Linked DNA regions of Triticum aestivum: region 2 is linked to region 1. A link is a contact called in public Hi-C data. All regions are on one chromosome and are shown on one strand. The core of a region is the stretch at or near the end of the contact, and the rest is flanking DNA. Distances in the headings are between cores, read along the strand shown.

Evidence for each region. A called contact is a pair of places that touch in the nucleus more often than the background predicts.
Region 2: a contact with region 1 is called in a Hi-C map of leaf, with 7 times the contacts expected there. The contact joins the enhancer-like site here to the promoter of LOC123092563 in region 1. A contact is called at or near these places in 4 of 5 Hi-C or Micro-C datasets (leaf, root and an unstated tissue) and 1 of 1 datasets of contacts at active chromatin or transcription factors (leaf).

Annotation. Positions count from the first base shown.
Region 1 is chr1A:59,704,871-59,709,562 of IWGSC CS RefSeq v2.1, reverse strand. LOC123092563 (cysteine-rich receptor-like protein kinase 2) reads left to right here and starts at 1,263. Exons shown (of 7, transcript XM_044514391.1): 1 at 1,263-2,175; 2 at 2,389-2,499; 3 at 2,599-2,738; 4 at 2,874-3,084; 5 at 3,188-3,422; 6 at 3,569-3,722; 7 at 3,815-4,305. The coding sequence starts at 1,353. The coding sequence ends at 4,150.
Region 2 is chr1A:59,789,867-59,794,816 of IWGSC CS RefSeq v2.1, reverse strand. No RefSeq gene overlaps it. Among protein-coding and RNA genes, the nearest start is that of LOC123189819, 11 kb to the left of the region's middle. Within about 2 kb of position 1,421, at least 2 of the 8 cell types and tissues checked have an H3K27ac peak or open chromatin away from gene starts, as enhancers often do. A contact at or near this core is called in leaf and root, where this site is marked.

The sequences.
Region 1 (4,692 bases), core at 14-2,513:
GAGGGCGGCGGCCAAGGGGGGAAACTTGCCCCCCAAGTCAGGTGGGGCGCCCCCCACCCCTAGGGTTTCCAACCCTAGGCGCAGGGGGAGGCCCATGGGGGGCGCACCAGCCCACCAGGGGCTGGTTCCCCTCCCACTTCAGCCCATGGGGCCCTCCGGGATAGGTGGCCCCACCCGGTGGACCCCCGGGACCCTTTCGGTGGTCCCGGTACAATACTGATTGCCCCCGAAACTTTCCCGATGGCCGAAACTGGACTTCCTATATATAAATCTTCACCTTCGGACCATTCCGGAACTCCTCGTGATGTCCGGGATCTCATCCGGGACTCCGAACAACTTTCGGGTTACCGCATACTAATATCTCTACAACCCTAGCGTCACCGAACCTTAAGTGTGTAGACCCTACGGGTTCGGGAGACATGCAGACATGACCGAGATGACTCTCCGGTCAATAACCAACAGCGGGATCTGGATACCCATGTTGGCTCCCACATGTTCCACGATGATCTCATCGGATGAACCACGATGTCAAGGATTCAATCAATTCCGTATTCAATCCCTTTGTCAATCGGTACGTTACTTGCCCGAGATTCGATCGTCGGTATCCCACTACCTCGTTCAAAGGCCCTCCTGCCTGGGCTCGGCGCACCGGCCACGTGGAGGCCCATCTGTCTCGGTTCGTGTAAGAACCGGGACTAAAAGGTTAAGGCATTAGTAACGACCATTTAGTCCCGGTTCACAGGGACTAAAGGGTTAGGGCATTAGTAACGACCCTTTAGTCTCGGTTTGTGAACCGGGACAAAAGACCCTTATCAACCGGGACAAATGGGGTTTTTTCTACTAGTGCCCTTTTGTACAGACCGTGTACCATCCATTGATGATGTTCTCATCTTTTTTGTAGTATTACATCAGATTTCGTGTTCTATCTTTCCGGCAAAAAAAAAAGAAGAAGAAAAAAAGATTTCGTGTTCTATCAGATGGCTGTGACAGGTTAGTAGATTCTGAGAAAGAAAATGGAGCCAATTCGGGGATAGTTGGATCTCAACTACGTGAGTGGATCACGGGATTTGTTTTTGTTACTGCTTGCTTAATTTCTTTGGTGCCGAATGATGTGGCACGTAGTACGCCCTCAACTGTCCCACCTACCTGCCACATCAGTGCACAGAAGCCATAGCAGCCGGCCGGCCACTTGAAGCAGTTCAGACCTGAATGAACGAAAGAAACGACACACCTCAACGTGCCACCGTACAAAACCCGGAGACCCGCCGCGCCCAGAGGCAAAACAATCGTCCACCCGCGCGCACGCACGCACGCACGCGCTGGCACGCCTGCAGGTGCGCGAGCACGCCGCCATGCAGCCACGTCCGGGAAGACCCCGCGGCCGCCACTCTCTTCCCCCGGCCGCGGCGGGCGTGCTCCGGTGCCTCGTCCTCGCCGGGGCCGTCGCCGTCGCCGCCGCGGGCGCGGACGCGGTCGCGGCGCCGGCGATCCTGGACACGGTGTGCGGGTCCAGGCAGGCGGCCGACCCGGAGTCCTTCGACGTGAGCTTCGTCAACACCCTGGAGCTCATCTACCAGAACGTGACGCGCTCCGGCTTCGGCGCCGCCTCCTCCGGCTCCGGCGGCAACTTCTCCGTCTTCGGGCTCGGCCAGTGCCTCGCCTACCTCTCCCCGACCGACTGCCAGCTCTGCTACGCGCAGAGCCGCGTGAAGCTGCCCCACTGCCTCCCGGCCGACGGCGGCCGCATCTACGTCGACGGCTGCTTCCTCCGCTACGGCGCCGGCGACTTCACCGCCGCCGCCACCGACGCCAGCGACACGTTCCTGTGCTCCAACGACACCGCGCCGGCGACCCCGGCGTTCGCGGCCGCGGCCGCCGCGCTGGTGCGCAACGTCACGGCGACCGCGCCGGGTGCGAGGGGGTACTACTACGCCGGGTCGGCGTCGGCGTCCGCGATGCCGACCGGCGCGCGGGTGTACGCGGCGGCGCAGTGCTGGAGGTCGCTGAACGCCACCGCGTGCGCGGCATGCACGGCCAGCGCGCGCGACCGGGTGGTGCGGCAGTGCCTTCCCGGCGCCGCCGAGGGGTACGGGCTCAACGCCGGCTGCGTCGTCAGGTACTCCACGCAGCCCTTCTACCTGCCGGCGAAAGCCGGCGGCGGCGGCGGATCATCCAGTGAGTACAGCACACACATTCTCGGTCGTAATTCCGTTCTTGGTCCAAGTGTCGTGCCGTGTCGTGTCTGAATTTTGCTGACAGCAACGGCGCATTCACGTACCGATATTTCAGGTTTCAGAGCCTGAAAACAGCAACAAAAAAATATCCGTATGAAACGCCATGAAAATGACATCTTTTTTCTTCTTCTTCCGAATTAATTATCCATGGCAGACCGGCACATAATCATCATCGTCTTCGCCTCCATCCTCTCCGCCATGGCGGTCGTCGGCATAGTATTCATCTGGACACGAATGAGGCCCAGGAGAGACGACCTCCACGACGGTATGCAAAACTGTAAAATTGCAACCACATAGTGCATCTGAATATCTGATGCTGCACTAATACTATGATAATCTGACGAGAGTTTCTGACACTGTGTAGACATGGACGGCTCAGGCGAGATCATCCGCACCATCATGTCGTCGCAGCTCGGCTTCCGGTACGAGGAGCTGCGCAAGGCGACCGATGACTTCAATCAGATCAACAAGCTCGGCCAGGGCGGCTACGGTTCAGTTTACAAGGTATGTACATTGCCGTGCCATTTGGAACACCGCACATTTTGGCACAATGCAACACTGAATTTCATCGATCATCTTTCTTGAAATGCTTGCTTCATCTGAAGTTGACATCCTGATAATATATGATGGATATCACAGGGCGTGCTTCCGGATGGCCGGGAGATCGCCGTGAAGCGGCTCTACCTCAACACGCGGCAGTGGACCGACCAGTTCTTCAACGAGGTGAAGCTCGTCAGCCAGGTGCAGCACAAGAACCTCGTCAAGCTCCTCGGGTGCAGCGTCGAGGGCCCCGAGAGCCTCCTCGTCTACGAGTACCTCTGCAACACCAGCCTCGATCACTACCTCTTTGGTAAGAAAATTAAAAAAAAAACCCTGCATTCTGGAAAAACATGTCATACTACTTGAAATGGTAGATTTTCATTTTAACTCATCCTAAATGCTTGGTGATGCAGATGCTTTCAAGAAGAATGCGTTGGACTGGGAGCGGCGGTCGGAGATTGTCCTCGGGGCGGCGGAGGGTTTGTCATACCTCCATAGTGGCTCCGAGGTCAGGATCATACATAGGGACATCAAGGCCAGCAATGTGATGTTGGATGAGAGGTTCAGACCTAAGATTGGCGATTTCGGCTTGGCAAGGAACTTCATGGAAGATCAGACCCACCTCAGCACCGGCCTCGCCGGAACATTGTAAGTTCACTTGTCCAAAACATCTAATCTGGTCACCTCGCCAAAAAAAAAAGCCATCTAATCTGATCAAGGGTTGAAGGAAATGTTGCGATAAATTGTGCAATGTGTCCGAAGAAATAGAACCGACCATGCCTACATTTTTGCAGTGGATATATGGCTCCGGAGTACATCGTTCACGGGCAGCTGACGGAGAAGGCCGACATCTATAGCTACGGCGTGCTGGTCCTTGAGATCGTCACCGGCCGCAAGAACCACAACTCCGTGGCGTCATCGGCCGAGGGGTTGTCCCTCATGTCACAGGTACATTAATTCTCCCATTTCACCTCTTTTGTCAAGTACTAGCATACTGTAGCATTTCAGACAACCTGATGCTGGCATCCTTCCATCTTCAGTTATGGAAGCACTACAACGCCGGCACCCTCATGGAGCTCCTGGACCCGAACCTCCGCGACCAATGCTCGGAGGCGGAAGCTCTCAAGGTGTTCCAAGTCGGGCTGCTGTGCGCGCAGGCGTCGCCGAACCTCAGACCCCCGATGTGGAAGGTGGTGGAGATGCTGGGAAGTGGTGATAGGGTGCTGCCCCGGCCTACCGAGCCTCCGTTCATCAACATAAAGGGGTCGAACGCGAAGAGCGAAAGCTCGGGGTCATCAATGTCTCTGATGTCGAACTCCGACAAGTCGCCGTTCTCGACGAATCAGCTGTCGGTTAGTGGGGTGCAGGCAAGGTGATTAACAGCAGGGTGTGAAGGATCATCTTAACATTTTTTCCCCATTGTTTATGGTAGGATGATCTTCTTGAGTACTGACTGAAAGTGTTCCGATCATAGAATCTTGTTTGTAAGATGTAAGTTAGCAAGCAGATGAATGGTAGTTTTGTCATAGAAGTGCAGTCTTCAACTCCAACAACACCATGTCAGCCGAAATCAACTAAAACTCACATCTTTTTCTCCCATGTGCTCTTCACAGTGACGAGATTTAATCAACGTCTAACAGCAGGTAAAAAAGAGAGGAAAAAGTCATGGAATGCACATAAAACACAACAGACAAACGAAAAAGTGAGAGAATTCAGAAATTTCATACTACGATTTTGGTCTAGGTGATGGACCGATAGGCGATACCTTCTGGATAACTTTAGAACCAAGCAAATTACGTTTTGGAAAAGTCAAAACACGCGATGATTAACAGAGAGCGATTTGAGAACTGAGATGGACCGGCAGCGGTTCTGCTGGAAAATTGTTGGGCTGTGTATGCATGTGGTGTGTATGCGGTCT
Region 2 (4,950 bases), core at 172-2,671, 85 kb before region 1:
TGGGGCTGCTAGGCGTCGGCCGGCGGATCTTTTTAAAAGATCCGTCACCGCGCGAGCCATCGGATTTGATAAATCGAGTGGATGCACGTCTTTCTCTACTTCGCAACAGAGACCTTGTTGCAGAAACACTTGCAGATTATCTTGTGGATTTTTTCTGCAACATAGGTTGTGTTGTGGGTATTATTTTTTTGCAACATAGGTCGTGTTGCGGAATTTATTTTTCTGTCTTGATTTTTTGCAACAGAGGTATTGTTGCAGAAAAACTTTGCAACTGAGGTGATGTTGTAAATTTTTTTTCTTTGCCTTCACCTTTATATGGTGGTACGAAAGAGAGTTTTGCAACATGACTAATGTTGCAGAAATCTTTCTTGCAACAAATTGAATGTTGCAAAAAAAAACACCATTGTCGTTCGTCACGAGCACCCGCCGGACGATGGTGAGGGGAGCGGCACCGCCCATCCCCACCATCACGTCGCCACCGACTTGCGCCCGCCGGACGGCGGTGAGAGAGGAGAGGCACTGCCATTCCCCCCATCGCGCCGCCCTCGACGAGCGACAGACCTCCGACCAGCTTGCGTCGTCACCATCCTCCTCACCTGCTAGATGCATGCCATTGATAGGACACTTGTATACAGGAGAGAGAGGTTGAGAAAGAGATAAGATGAGGGAGAAAGACGAAGAGATAAGACGTGGGTGGACACATGTCAAGCAAAGGGACCGGCGGATGGTCTGCAACATAGCATTTGTTGCGGTTTGCTTTCCGAAACTGGTGACCAGTTGCAGGAATGGGAGTAGCTACAGAAACGCATTAGTGACCGCGTTGTTCCACGGAGATAAGGACGAAGGAGAGATATGGCGTGCGGGCCTAATCGTGGCGGACGTAAAACAAAAGATCAGTCGGTTGAACACCAGCCTTTTCCCATATGCATTCGTGTATGTGCAAAAAAATTCGATTCTTTTGTGACGTAGAAATAATGTTTTCTTTAGCCCTCCCTGGAGCCCATCATCTGTTTGCTCTTTTCGACGAGAAAAATCTCTATCATCTCTTTTTTTGCTATGTTTTCCAAAGAAAAAAAAAATCTGCAAGCAGTGTAAAGGAAGAGGGTCGCGGACACACGACGTGCATCACGACTCTCGAGCTAGCTCGCCGCCATGTACCGACCGAGAACGGGAGGAATGGCACGGCGCCCTCTGCTCCCGGACGTGCTCCTCTGGCTCGTGTCCATCGCGATCATCACATGCGGTGGACGGCGGCACCGGCGAGCTGGCATGGCACCACGACATCGACGCCAAGTCGCTCTCGGATGCACAGCGCGGCGTCCGCGGAAGTCAGCGAATCCAGTCCAATCAATCCCGTGATGATATAGTCATATATATAGACAACCAACGTTCGTAAAGGCTGCTTAATTAATTGGTTAGCCATCCATGGACCATGGACGATGCTCTGCATCTTTTAATAATGATGGTTTTATTTAAGCAAACTTTGCAGTGAATAAACAATGCGTTTTGGCAGTCTGGTTTGGCTGCAGGACGACGCGGCGCATGTGCGTGCCATCGAGTCAGCAGCGTTTCAAGATTGCTCGTTGAATTCAACCCAACGAGGTTGAGAATAAAGAATGCCCGCGCGTGCAGACTGGTACGCCCGCGGCTACACCTTTTCTCCAACAGGTTTCATAGGATTTTTTTTATTTTTTTCTATACCAATTCCTCAGGGGAATTAGTCAAGGCATTCGATACAAACTGTATTCCCTCGACACCGCGGTCGCACTGGATCGGGACACCGGGGAGGGCCGGTGGCCGCGGCCAAGCGCTGGCACCACGGGCGTCCACGCAAAGCTAAAGCCGGCGCTCCGGCAACAACGACAGGTGTACACCAGACCACTGCGAGATCGACACCGCGAGATGGACGGAGCATGTAGAGGACCTCCGGCTAGCGGCAAAAGGCATAAATTTGACTCTCACCCAGCTGATCTCTAATGTGCAGCGCCTGATAGCAAGGTGCTGCACTCTACTGTGTAGCTGTCGGACGCTGTATTCTGTCGGACGCTGCACAATAGAGTTCAGTGCCTAGATGTCGGGAGTTATACAAAAAGATGGGCGATGTGAAATATTTTTAAAAACAGTTTAGTTTATGAAATACTTTTGTTTTAAGGTTAAATTTGTGCCTTTTGCGCCGGCGGCTAGCTAGCCAGCGCACCGCGTGGCACGTAGAATTCCCGAGCAGCCGCCCGGAGTCAACCAATTCGATCCGTTTGAGGCTACGTGTACGTAGCCCGTGATTACTTGGACGGATGAAGGATTGCTCCGGTCTAAAACCGCGCAGCGGAGCGCAACGCAACTTAGAGCCTCTTCAGCCATTGCTTTCCCAGAAGGCGCTTAAAATCGTCGTTTGGGGGTGAGCCGGCGTAAAAAATGGGTCTGGGGTGAGTTGGTTTCCAGCCGCCGGCCTCAAGGTTGCCCTCGGGCGCGTTTAAAAAATAAAAAATATAGTAAATTTTGGCACAGTTCAGCAAAGTTCGGCTAAACACGACAAATTTTGATCAACTTGGCATATATTTGGACAAAGTTCGCCGATTTTCATTACATAGTAAATATATAATAAACTAATCTAAAAGAAACTGGCTGAATACCGAGTAGTCGCCGTCGTCGCCGCCATCCTCGTCGTCGGCCTTCTCCTCCTTGACGCGGGCGCCCCTGCTGGACCCGGCGTCGCCAAGACGGACTGGCGGTGGCGGCGCGCCGTCGTCGTCGCCGTCGTCGATGACGATGACTCCTCCTTCGTCGCGGCCCCGGCGGCGCTCCGCGAAGCGCTGCAGGGCGGCGCACTGGCGCTCCATTGCCATCTTGAGGGAGTCCTGGCGTGCCCATTCAAGGGCCGCGTCGTCGTCGCGCTCGACCTCGCCGTGCTCCGTCTTCACGGCGGTGAGCTCCGGCTCTGCCTTCACCGACGCGAGCCCCGGCTCCGTCTTTGGCTTGACAAAGCGCGGAGGAGGAGCCGACGGGGAGGCGCGCCGGCCGCCCTCGTTGATGATGATGCCGGCACTGCGAGTGTGCCGGCCGAGCGGCGACTCCGCCGCGGGCTCGGCCTTAACGCCGAGCAGCGCCGGAGTGTCGGAGGAGTGCGAGGAAGAGCGCGATGAGGAGGAAGAAGAGGAGGAGCCGAACCTCCTTGACGCCCATGGCCCGTCGCGTCGGTGGTGCGCCTAGGCGGCCGCCCTCGCCGGGGGGTACGCCAACGGCGGGTCGTTGCCGCCCTCGAGGTGCGTCAGCACGCCCTCGAGTGCGCGGCCGGGGACGCCCCACCACAGGTGGCGCCCCTCGCTGTTCTTCAGGCCGCCGACCACCGCCGCGCCGTTGGTGGACGGCATCCGCTGCTGCTGACGGCGCTCGAAGTACGCCGCCCAAGTCGCATGGTTGTCGGCGGCGTACTGGGGGAGGGAGAGTTGGGCGTCGGTGAGGGAGGCGCGCACGACGTCGTTCTCCTCGGTGAAGTAGGCGGGTTTGGCCACGGCGTCGGGCAACAGGGGAATGGGCACTCCCCCGTTGCTGAGCCTCCAGCCCGTCGGCCCGACGCGCATGTCCGGCGGCGCCGGGATGTTCGCCTGGAATAGGAGTCAGGACTCCTGTTCGCGGAGCGTGCGGCGGCCGAATCCGTTGGCCGCCGCCTCGTCTCCGGGGAAACGCTCGGCCATCGGGGAGGGGAGGGAGAGGGGAGGGGCTGGGCGGCGGCGCTCGGGAGAGGGGAAGGCTCGGCGGCGACGCTCGGGAGAGGTATAGCTCGGCGGCGAGGGCTGGGCTGGTGTGGCCACAGGCGAGCGAGGACACCGGTTTATATAGCCGCGCCGCGCCCATGTGTACGCGTGTGAGGGAGGGAAGGTGTCGGCGCGCCGTCCCGTAACGCGCCGCCCTTGAGGAATGAATGACAAGGCTGACCGGCGGCGGCAGCCTTGCCATTGATTCCCCGCGAGAACCGAGGCGTTGGGGGAAGACGAGGCGCGATGTCGCTGACGCAGCTGGCCCGCGGTTTTTTCGCGTCAAAACCACTTGCCCCGGCGCCCCCGGGCGCCCCCCAGCGCGCCGGGTTTGGTCTGGATTCGCCGACGCTGATTTCGGCCCATGCCGGCGAAAATCGGGCTTCTGGGACGCGTCTGGGCCGTTTTTTCAGCGCCGGCGCGAAAAAATCGCTTGGGGAGACCTTTCTGGGGCGCGGCTATGCTCTTAGGGCATGTTTGGTTGCCCAACTCGCATCTGGCTAGCATCCTTCGTGCAATAAACTGAATGTTTGGTAGATTGCACATGTAACTGGGCCTGGCCCAACTGATGCAAATAGGGCTCCCCAGCCAGGCTGAGCGGAAACGCAGGAATCATCCGTTCCTTGATGCAGGCACGAGCTGATGCAAACCTCCTGCACCGCTGCACCCACGCCGAGAAGCACGGCCACTGCCAATGCACGGATCCCGCCGCGACGGACGTGCTCCGGCGCGGACGCGTCTAGACCGTTTTTTCAGCGTCAACGCGAAAAAATCATCTGAGAAAGCCTTTCTAGAAACGCGGTTGGAGATGCTTTTAAAAAACCAAGGGATTCACCTTCACCGTGCTGAGAAGCACGGCCACTGCCAATGCACGGATCCCGCCGCGCCGGACGTGCTCCGGCGCTGCATCGCTGGTGGCGGAACGTCCCCCTGCGTGCATTTCGTGTGACGCCCGTATCTCCATCCGGTGGCCGATTTCATGTAATAACTCCACGAAAGGAGCCGTCCTGTTGAAGCCGACCGTATACGGTGACCCCAAATAATAGTTTGAAAGGGAAATAAATGCCCGGCCGGCCGTGTGAAATCCAACTCTGTATTAAACTGCCACGAGCTTCTTTGCACTAGTGTACCATTCAGAATGGACCTCAAAAGGGGCTCAAACCTTCCTCCGAGCCTTTTGCCTTTCTTCTACCGGCGC